2 separate regions of the Mus musculus genome follow, and region 2 is linked to region 1. Evidence: chromatin contacts called from public HiChIP or PLAC-seq data. All regions are on one chromosome and are shown on one strand. Each heading gives the region's core, a stretch centred on a gene start, on an enhancer-like site or on the middle of the called end of the contact. The rest is flanking DNA. Distances are from core to core; before and after follow the strand shown.

Region 1 (3,535 bases), core at 423-2,922:
AAAGTAGGAAAGAAAACAAAGTGTCTATAACACTAATTTTCCAGATTAAAGAAATTTAATATTGATTTTCAAGTTGATACTTATCTGACTTTATCTACATTTAATCGACAAACACAGTATCAACAAAACTGATGAAAACTAGTATCAATTTACTAACATACAAGCATATGTCAAAAACTAGTTCCTTAGAATAATGAGGTGGCTCAGAGCTTAAAACCACTTGTTACCAAAACAAGCAATTCACAGGACAAACATGGTAAAAGGAGAGAACCAATTCTCACAAATTTGTCCTCTGGGTTACACATGTGCACTGGGTTATGTATGACTGCTGTTCACACACACAGTGTAATGTGATCATTAAAAACAAAAATGACAACAAAAAAACTAGTTCCCTATTATAGAGTGTTTTCCTGGGATCACAGACTAGAAGCAACTGGCCATTTAAAATTTGAGAATTTAACCCTAAATTCCAAGCATCAGGCTTCTTACTAATGTAAAATGTTGAGTCAGCATTTCCACATAGCAGATCCACAGACATGTCTCCCTCTGTTCTTACAGCCCCACCCAGACATTTCTCACAGCACCTCTTTCACTTGTCTCCAATAGCTACACAGGAGTTAGGATGTCCAATATATGTGAACTTGGTATATTTTATACACATACACACAATAAAATGATGTATTGTATAGCCTTAATGGACACTGGCTAAAGAGAAATGATTTTAAATCTGTGGACTGGTAGGAAAAATAAGAATTTATAAAGAAACTTGACATACAAACTGCATTCTTGAAAGCTGATATTAAAGATGTAGAAAACTGAAAATACCATTTTAACATCTTAAAAGTTTTATAGGTTTAGAATTTTATTCAGTGTTCACCATAATTCTACAATAATTTGTTTTTTCTGAGTGAGGAGCTTCTCATTTTTGGTGGTGGTCGTGGTGGGGATCAAACCGAGGATGTCTGCTCTGCCATCGAGCAGCTGCTGACCGTAACAAGCGTCTCACGGTGCGCCCTGTCTTACGCCAAGGGTGTCCTAAGTTTCCTTCTTATATAATAAAGTTAACAAACCTAACAGCACAAAACATAAGTAATTCTTATTAAAGATGAAAAAGGCAACAGTGCTTTAATCCATGTATATTACTCTAGATAAAGACTGGAGCTAGACCTCAAGATAACTCGGAGGATAAAGATGTTTGTTGCCAAATAAACAACTGACGTCAGTCCTTGCAAATCACAGAGTAGAAGGGGAGAACCAATTCGTGCAAGTTGTTCTCATCTCCACCTAGGAAATGGATGGACACACACACACATATGCACGCATGTATATATAAAAAAAAAAAAAACCTGGACAATTTAAATGAATTCTAGAGTATTATGAGATGAAAGACAAAGATGAAACAATATAAAAATGTTTCTTATTTTTAAAATCCAAGTTCTCTCAAAGGCAGAAAATGTTTGATGGAGACTTTTCTTTTTTTGGGATTTGTCAAAAAGATCTGCATTACCACAAATGCCCTTTAATATCAAAATGAAATGCTTACTATGCTTCTTTCTTTTGGTTTGCCTTTTAAATTAATTTTCCTTCTTCCTCTTTCTCTATTCTGGTTCTTCCTTTTCCAAAGCACCCCAGCCTTGAGGTTTCAAAAGCCCCCTTCCCAGCCCTCTTCCTGCTGGCTGCAGATCCAGATGTAGAACTGTCAGCTACTACCCTAGTGCCATGCCTGCCTGTGTGCAGTCACACTCCCTGCCATGCTGATAATTTGGATTAAACCCCTGAAACTGTACATAAGCCATCAATTAAATGTTTTTAATTGGACAAAGAGTGAACTAGATGACTGCATTTTCCAACAAATGGATATTAGACAACATCCCCATCTAGCAGCTGACTCTCTTCAGGAGTCACTATAGTACCTATATCAATACAAATTAGAGCAATAAGTATAAACATGTATAGTGATATGTCAGAGCACATTGCACAAACCTAAGCTCTGAGTAGAATATGACTTCTAATGAGAAGCTCATTCATCTTAATATTATTAAAAGTAAACAGGTTTTGAGGGGGAGAATGTGTAATTTTATAACAATTTTAGTCTTGCTTCATTTTTGGAATCTGTAACAATCCAATATCTCTGATTATAAGTGATTACATTTCTTTCAAAGAAAATGGAACGCCCTGATATTATCAAAAATTATCAAATTACTATCTATTTCTGTAAAATGTCATTATAAAAGCCCTGCAGCTATTATGCATTTTTATTATAAATTTGCCTTTAATGACTAAATTCATCTGCAAGCTGGTGAGATGACTCAGCAGGTAAAAGCACCTGTCACTGAGCTCAGTGAATACAGTCCAAGCCTTGGAACCCATAGGGTGAGGAGACAAAGCCAACTCCCCTAAGTGCTTTCTGACCACGGTACACATGCTCTCTTCTTCACAGATAAAACCTAAATAATTAACTTATCTGATATTTTATATCATAAACATGACTAATTTAAAATTATAACCAATATAAAAAGTCAATATAATAATATAATGTCTGCTGGTGTGCATTTAGTTATGAGCTCCCGAATCCTCAGGGGATGGGCACAGCTTAGTGAGGACACTCACACTGCATGCGTAATGCTCGAGCTCTGGTCCTCAGCAACGCAAAAAGGAAAGGAAAGGAAAGGGGAGGGGAAGGGGGAGGGGGAGGGGGAGGGGAAGGGGGAGGGGAGGGGAGGGGAGGGAGAGGGAGAGGGAGAGGGAGAGGGAGAGGGAGAGGAAAGGAAAGGAAAGGAAAGGAAAAAAGAACGGAAGGAAGGAAGGAAGGAAGGAAGGAAGGAAGGAAGGAAGGAAGGAAGGAAGGAAGGAAGGAGCGAGCCCTCATCACAGACATGTCTGTAATCCTAGTACTAGGAGACCGAAGGAGTAACAGAAATATAAGCCCAGCCTGGGCTAATTATCAAGTTCAAGCCCAATCTGATCTCATAACAAATGCCTGTCCCCCAAACTCCCCAAATAATAACATTTTCAAAACATTTTAACACCAACATTTATCCTTGGAGCATTCTCTTTAATATATAACAGTGGGCTAGACAAACTATCTTTGGAAGTCCAACCAACTTAGACAAACCCAGAGTTAAAGCCAAGGCTCTTCATTTCTACCTCTTCACCATCCACCACTGCTGCCAAATGTTAGGATCCACAATTTGTTTGTGGTGTTATTCCTAACTCTGTTGGCTGAATATCAGCCTGCCCCCTCCCTATCACAGACTATATGTAACAATACAGATATAGAAGATATTTATCATTTGTGTCATTTAAAAACAACAAACACCAAAGCCACACAATTGCTCAATATTAAAACCATGGACTGCTAGGAGCTTGCCAGTCTCTTACAGGCACCTCTGTGGACAGAACTGTTCTGACAGAGCCAGAGAACAGTAGAGAAGAAACAAGGTCAGTCTCACCTCTGCCTCTCTGGCTCTCCATCCACACCCTCATCCGCACTGCAAGTGGCACTGGAGTCGTCGTCTGACTGTGGCTCAGGCCT
Region 2 (3,963 bases), core at 72-2,571, 200 kb after region 1:
CAGTCCTAAGCACATTTGAGCAACAGTGGATGGCTAAGTATGTTATTATAGGGGGCAGGCAGCACAGTACAAATCAGCCTCTGCCAGGGGCAAGGCAGGTGTCTTAGGAGTACGTTTCTAGGGCCCCTCCCCCCAGTTTAGGGTCTAGCTGGTCTAGCTCTACTGAGAGGAAGTGATGTTTAAACAGAAAATAGAGCAGGAAGCTGTGGTAGAGGCTGGCCTGGCATGCCCATGTTCAAGCACTATAAAACCAACAAAGAAACACAAACACAAGCAGAAGATGCTTAGAACTAAGGTATGTGGCCATGATGGCGATGCTACTGTGTGTGTGCGTATATGTGTGTGTGTGTGTGTGTGTGTGTTGCTTGTTGCTCCTAGCAGGTGAGACAGCTTGTACTACAGAGAAAACAGGACATATTTGGGAAGAGTGGAGGGCCATGCCAGCTAGTATTTGCTGAGTTTTGCCTTACAGTGGACTCATCTGAAAGATGACCAACCATGGAGGCACAGTTATAACACCAGCACTGTAGAGAGAGAGGCAGGAGGATTGCCACAGTTGGTTTCATATCAAGTCCTTGCCGCAGGTAAAAGTGTAAACCAAACTAAAATCTAAATAGCTGCCGTGGCTAATGACTGCCATACTGGACGGTACAGGTCTGGAGTGTAGCATGGTGAAGGTGACATGACTGGGGCGGGCCTCTGGGCTGCATGAGGTTGTTGTATGAAGTTTGGGTTTTATTTTTAGTGCTATGAAAAAGTGGCTTGGAGGTGGGGGTGACATTAATTAATTAATTTTTGTTATTTAGTTTTTCTTTGATTACTGATACTGGGGGTCAAACACAGGGCCTTACATATGCCACTAAGTCTACCATTAAAGCTAAACGCTGGCCCCTGGTTTATATTTTTAGCAGACCACCTTAGTTGGTATAAGAATGGGGTGTGACGTATGAGTGTAGCAGCGGAGAAGCAGGGGGACCGGTTTGGTAGAACATTCTCACGGGAGAGAAATTAGTGCTTTGGACCAATCAAACAAAATTTGGGATGTGGAGCAAGGACAGAGGTCTTCCGGCGAAAAAGAGAGGGAGAGCTGGTCCTTGTTCTCCCTGGCAGTGCCGGGGCTGTACAATTTCAGCCATTCCTGTTGGCCACACGGTTGCCACCTGCTGGCTGTTTCTGGAAGTGCCCTTGTAAATGGATACTCGGGGGATCCCTGGGGTCAGGACGCTGAGCGAATCTTCCTTAGATGGAAATAATGGCTGGATGGGTTGGGCTGCATTCTCTGGGGCAAATGCTAGACTGAACCTCTTCTCTCTCTGGGGCTATCCCATTCTTCTCTCCCTTGGGTCGGACAGTGATGAACCAAATGGCCGGGGGAGGGCACACGGTGTTAAGAATCAGGAGGGGTGGGCGTCAGTGTTTTAGGGCATGAATCCCACACCTGTGCCAGCTTCCACCCAAGCCTAGGTCCCACCACCCCAGAACTTCCTCTGACTGCCCCAGGGGCTTCTCTGGCTACAGTTGTGGGTGGAAGTGCACCGATGGAGGAGCAGGGCGTGTCTCGCGAAAGCAGGGTGTGGCCAGTGGTCCTGATGATCAGCCCAGTGGCCAGTCACTGGTCCTTGACAGGTTGGCGTTAAGCCCGCACTATCCACTGTGTGCGACGAACAGGTGGAGGGTGGACGATACAGAGAAAGCTACGGCCAGCTACGGAGGCTTCCGCGGCACTTCCTCTCTCAATCCCCGCTGCTGGAGAGTCCCGCTAGGCTTGGTGATCCTGGCTTGTAGTCTGCTGCCGCTACGCCTTGACTTCAGCCTGAGGGGTAAGTCGATGGGCTATTTCAGGATGTCCTAGGGGTTGCGTCTGGAAGTATGACAGTGAATGATTGGATTGGTCTCCCGGCATCTCCATCTTGGAATAAGGGTCTGCGTGGGATCTGGCTCCCTGAACCTCCAGGCCTCTTTCTCTGCTGCCAGAATGGGGATCCCAGGAGGTAAGGTAGACAGCCTCTGGAAGACAGTTGTTGCTGCTGGGGGTTGGGAATGATGTCAGACGCAGCGTCTGCCAGGATTTGCTTGAGGGTGGAAGCTAGACTGCGCAAAAGGAGGATGCCCATGTCCTACTAAGGTGGGCAGAGAAGTGAAACCTCAGTCAGGCCCCCTGGCTATTGTGGAAAATGCCCCACCCAGTTCTCTGAGTGTACTGGGATCCTGTAACAAATTGAGAGTGGGCCGGGGCCACACTACCGCTTCCTCTCTTGGCCCTGTTTTTTTCTGTCCCTTATTTCTACCAACCTGTTCCCTGCCCCTTTTTCCTACCCCCACTGTCTTCTGACCGGCTCTGATTCTTTCCTTCCGGTTTCTGAACTCTGAGGAAGACAGAGGCTCCCCAGCTCTAACTAGGTCCCAGCCCCGGCCACGTGATGGAGGCTGTGGTTGCTGTTTCTGTTGAGGGTGAGGTTAGCTGTCAGCTAACCCCAGACCCAGTGTGCAGTTTGAGGTGGGAAGGCAGATAGCGCTTGCCAGCTCTAAAGCCCCTTCGGAGGTGGTGTCTTATACCCTCAGATATGAGTCAGACTGGAAACGAACGTAATTGGGTTCTGAGAACTGAAGAGGACCATCAGGACACGAAGCGAGGTGGCAACTCACTTCTCTTTTCTGAGTCGCGGTTGTTCTGGCAGCAAAAGGAAGGGTCTGATAGACCAGTAGTTCCCTGGATCGCTCCCTCTCTACATTAAGGGTTTCGTGGCCTGTGCTGGCCAAACAACTGAAGTTTTATCTGTCTGTACCATTGGGCACTGGGCTTGATATCAGGTAGAGAATGGGTGGGGTTGTGAACACAAGCATTCTCACCCCTAAATAGGATTTGAGTCTTCTTGAACATCAGAAATTCCCAAGGGGGATAAAGACAGTCCTGACTTCCTGTGAGATAATATCAAAGTGACAACTCTGTCAGGTCCCTGCTCCCAGCACATCTTCCTGACACTGCCTCTCTCCTTCACCGCTGATTTTCCCTCTTGGAAAGCTAACAGTTTCCCACTCTCCTTCCTACACATACACACCCCTTCTGTTGTTGTTGTTTTGTTTTGTTTTTGTTGTTTTTTTTGTTTTGTTTTTGTTTTTGTTTTTGTTTTTTGAGGCAGGGTCTCATTATGTAGCCTTGGTCCTGGAACTCACTATGTAGACCTGGCTGGCCTCTGCCTCCTGAACGCTGGGTTTAAAGGCGTGCACCACCAGGCATGGCTCTCTTTTATTTTTATTTTTATTTTTATTTTTTTGTGTATGTAGGTGTGGTTTTGGATGTGTGTAGACGCCAGAAGTAGATGTGGATTGTTTTCATTGTTCTCAGCTTTGTTTTTTTGAGCTAGGGTCTCACTGAACTCTGCTAGACTGGCTGGCCAGCAAGCCTCTTGTCTCTGCCTGCCTTTCTTCACTGAAATTAAAGATATACCTCATTCCGTGGCTTTTTATGTGGACACCCAGGATCCTCAGCTCCTCCAGGCTGTGTGGCAAGCCCTTTCTGATCCAGCTCTTTCCTCATCCCGCCTCCCTCTCCCTCTCCCACTCTCCCTCTCCCTCTCTCTCTTTCTCTCTTGAGACAGAGTATCCCAGGCTATTTTCAGATGACCTTGAACTTCTGATCCTCTAGCTCCTAATTCTATTTTTTAAAATATTTTATCAATTTATTACTTATTTTCTGTATATGAGTGTGTACCACGTGTGTGCTTGATACCTGCAGAGGTCAGAACACATCAGATCCCCTGGAACTGGAGTGACAGAGGGTTGTGAGCCACCATGCAGTGCTGGGCCCCGAACCCCGATTCTCTGGAAAGGTAGCCCAGTGCTCTTAACCACTGAGCCATCCCTCCAGCAGCTGGCCTTGGACTGCTACAGGTGGCTTATGCTTTGCTGGGTAGAGAAGCCAGCACTCTGTGCATGGTAAACAAGCACTGTCTTTACCCCAGC

Evidence for each region. HiChIP or PLAC-seq counts read pairs in DNA pulled down with a chosen protein or histone mark.
Region 2: a contact with region 1 is called in an H3K4me3 HiChIP or PLAC-seq map of bone marrow-derived macrophages, with 3 times the contacts expected there. The contact joins the promoter of Trpv2 here to the enhancer-like site in region 1. A contact is called at or near these places in 5 of 39 promoter capture datasets (the C10 cell line, cranial neural crest, embryonic stem cells and 2 more), 3 of 484 Hi-C or Micro-C datasets (MC3T3-E1-derived osteoblasts, brown adipocytes and nephron progenitors), 5 of 115 datasets of contacts at active chromatin or transcription factors (bone marrow-derived macrophages, craniofacial prominence, embryonic hindbrain and 2 more) and 4 of 9 other capture datasets (adipose tissue, embryonic stem cells, liver and 1 more).

What each region holds. Positions count from the first base shown.
Region 1 is chr11:62,369,624-62,373,158 of GRCm38.p6, forward strand. It overlaps Ncor1 (nuclear receptor co-repressor 1), which reads right to left. Exons shown (of 45, transcript NM_001252313.1): 19 at 3,453-3,535. Among named protein-coding and RNA genes, the nearest start is that of Ncor1, 67 kb to the right of the region's middle. Within about 2 kb of position 1,673, at least 1 of the 459 cell types and tissues checked has an H3K27ac peak or open chromatin away from gene starts, as enhancers often do. A contact at or near this core is called in bone marrow-derived macrophages, where this site is marked.
Region 2 is chr11:62,574,306-62,578,268 of GRCm38.p6, forward strand. It overlaps Trpv2 (transient receptor potential cation channel, subfamily V, member 2), which reads left to right and starts at 1,322. Exons shown (of 15, transcript NM_001382489.1): 1 at 1,322-1,820.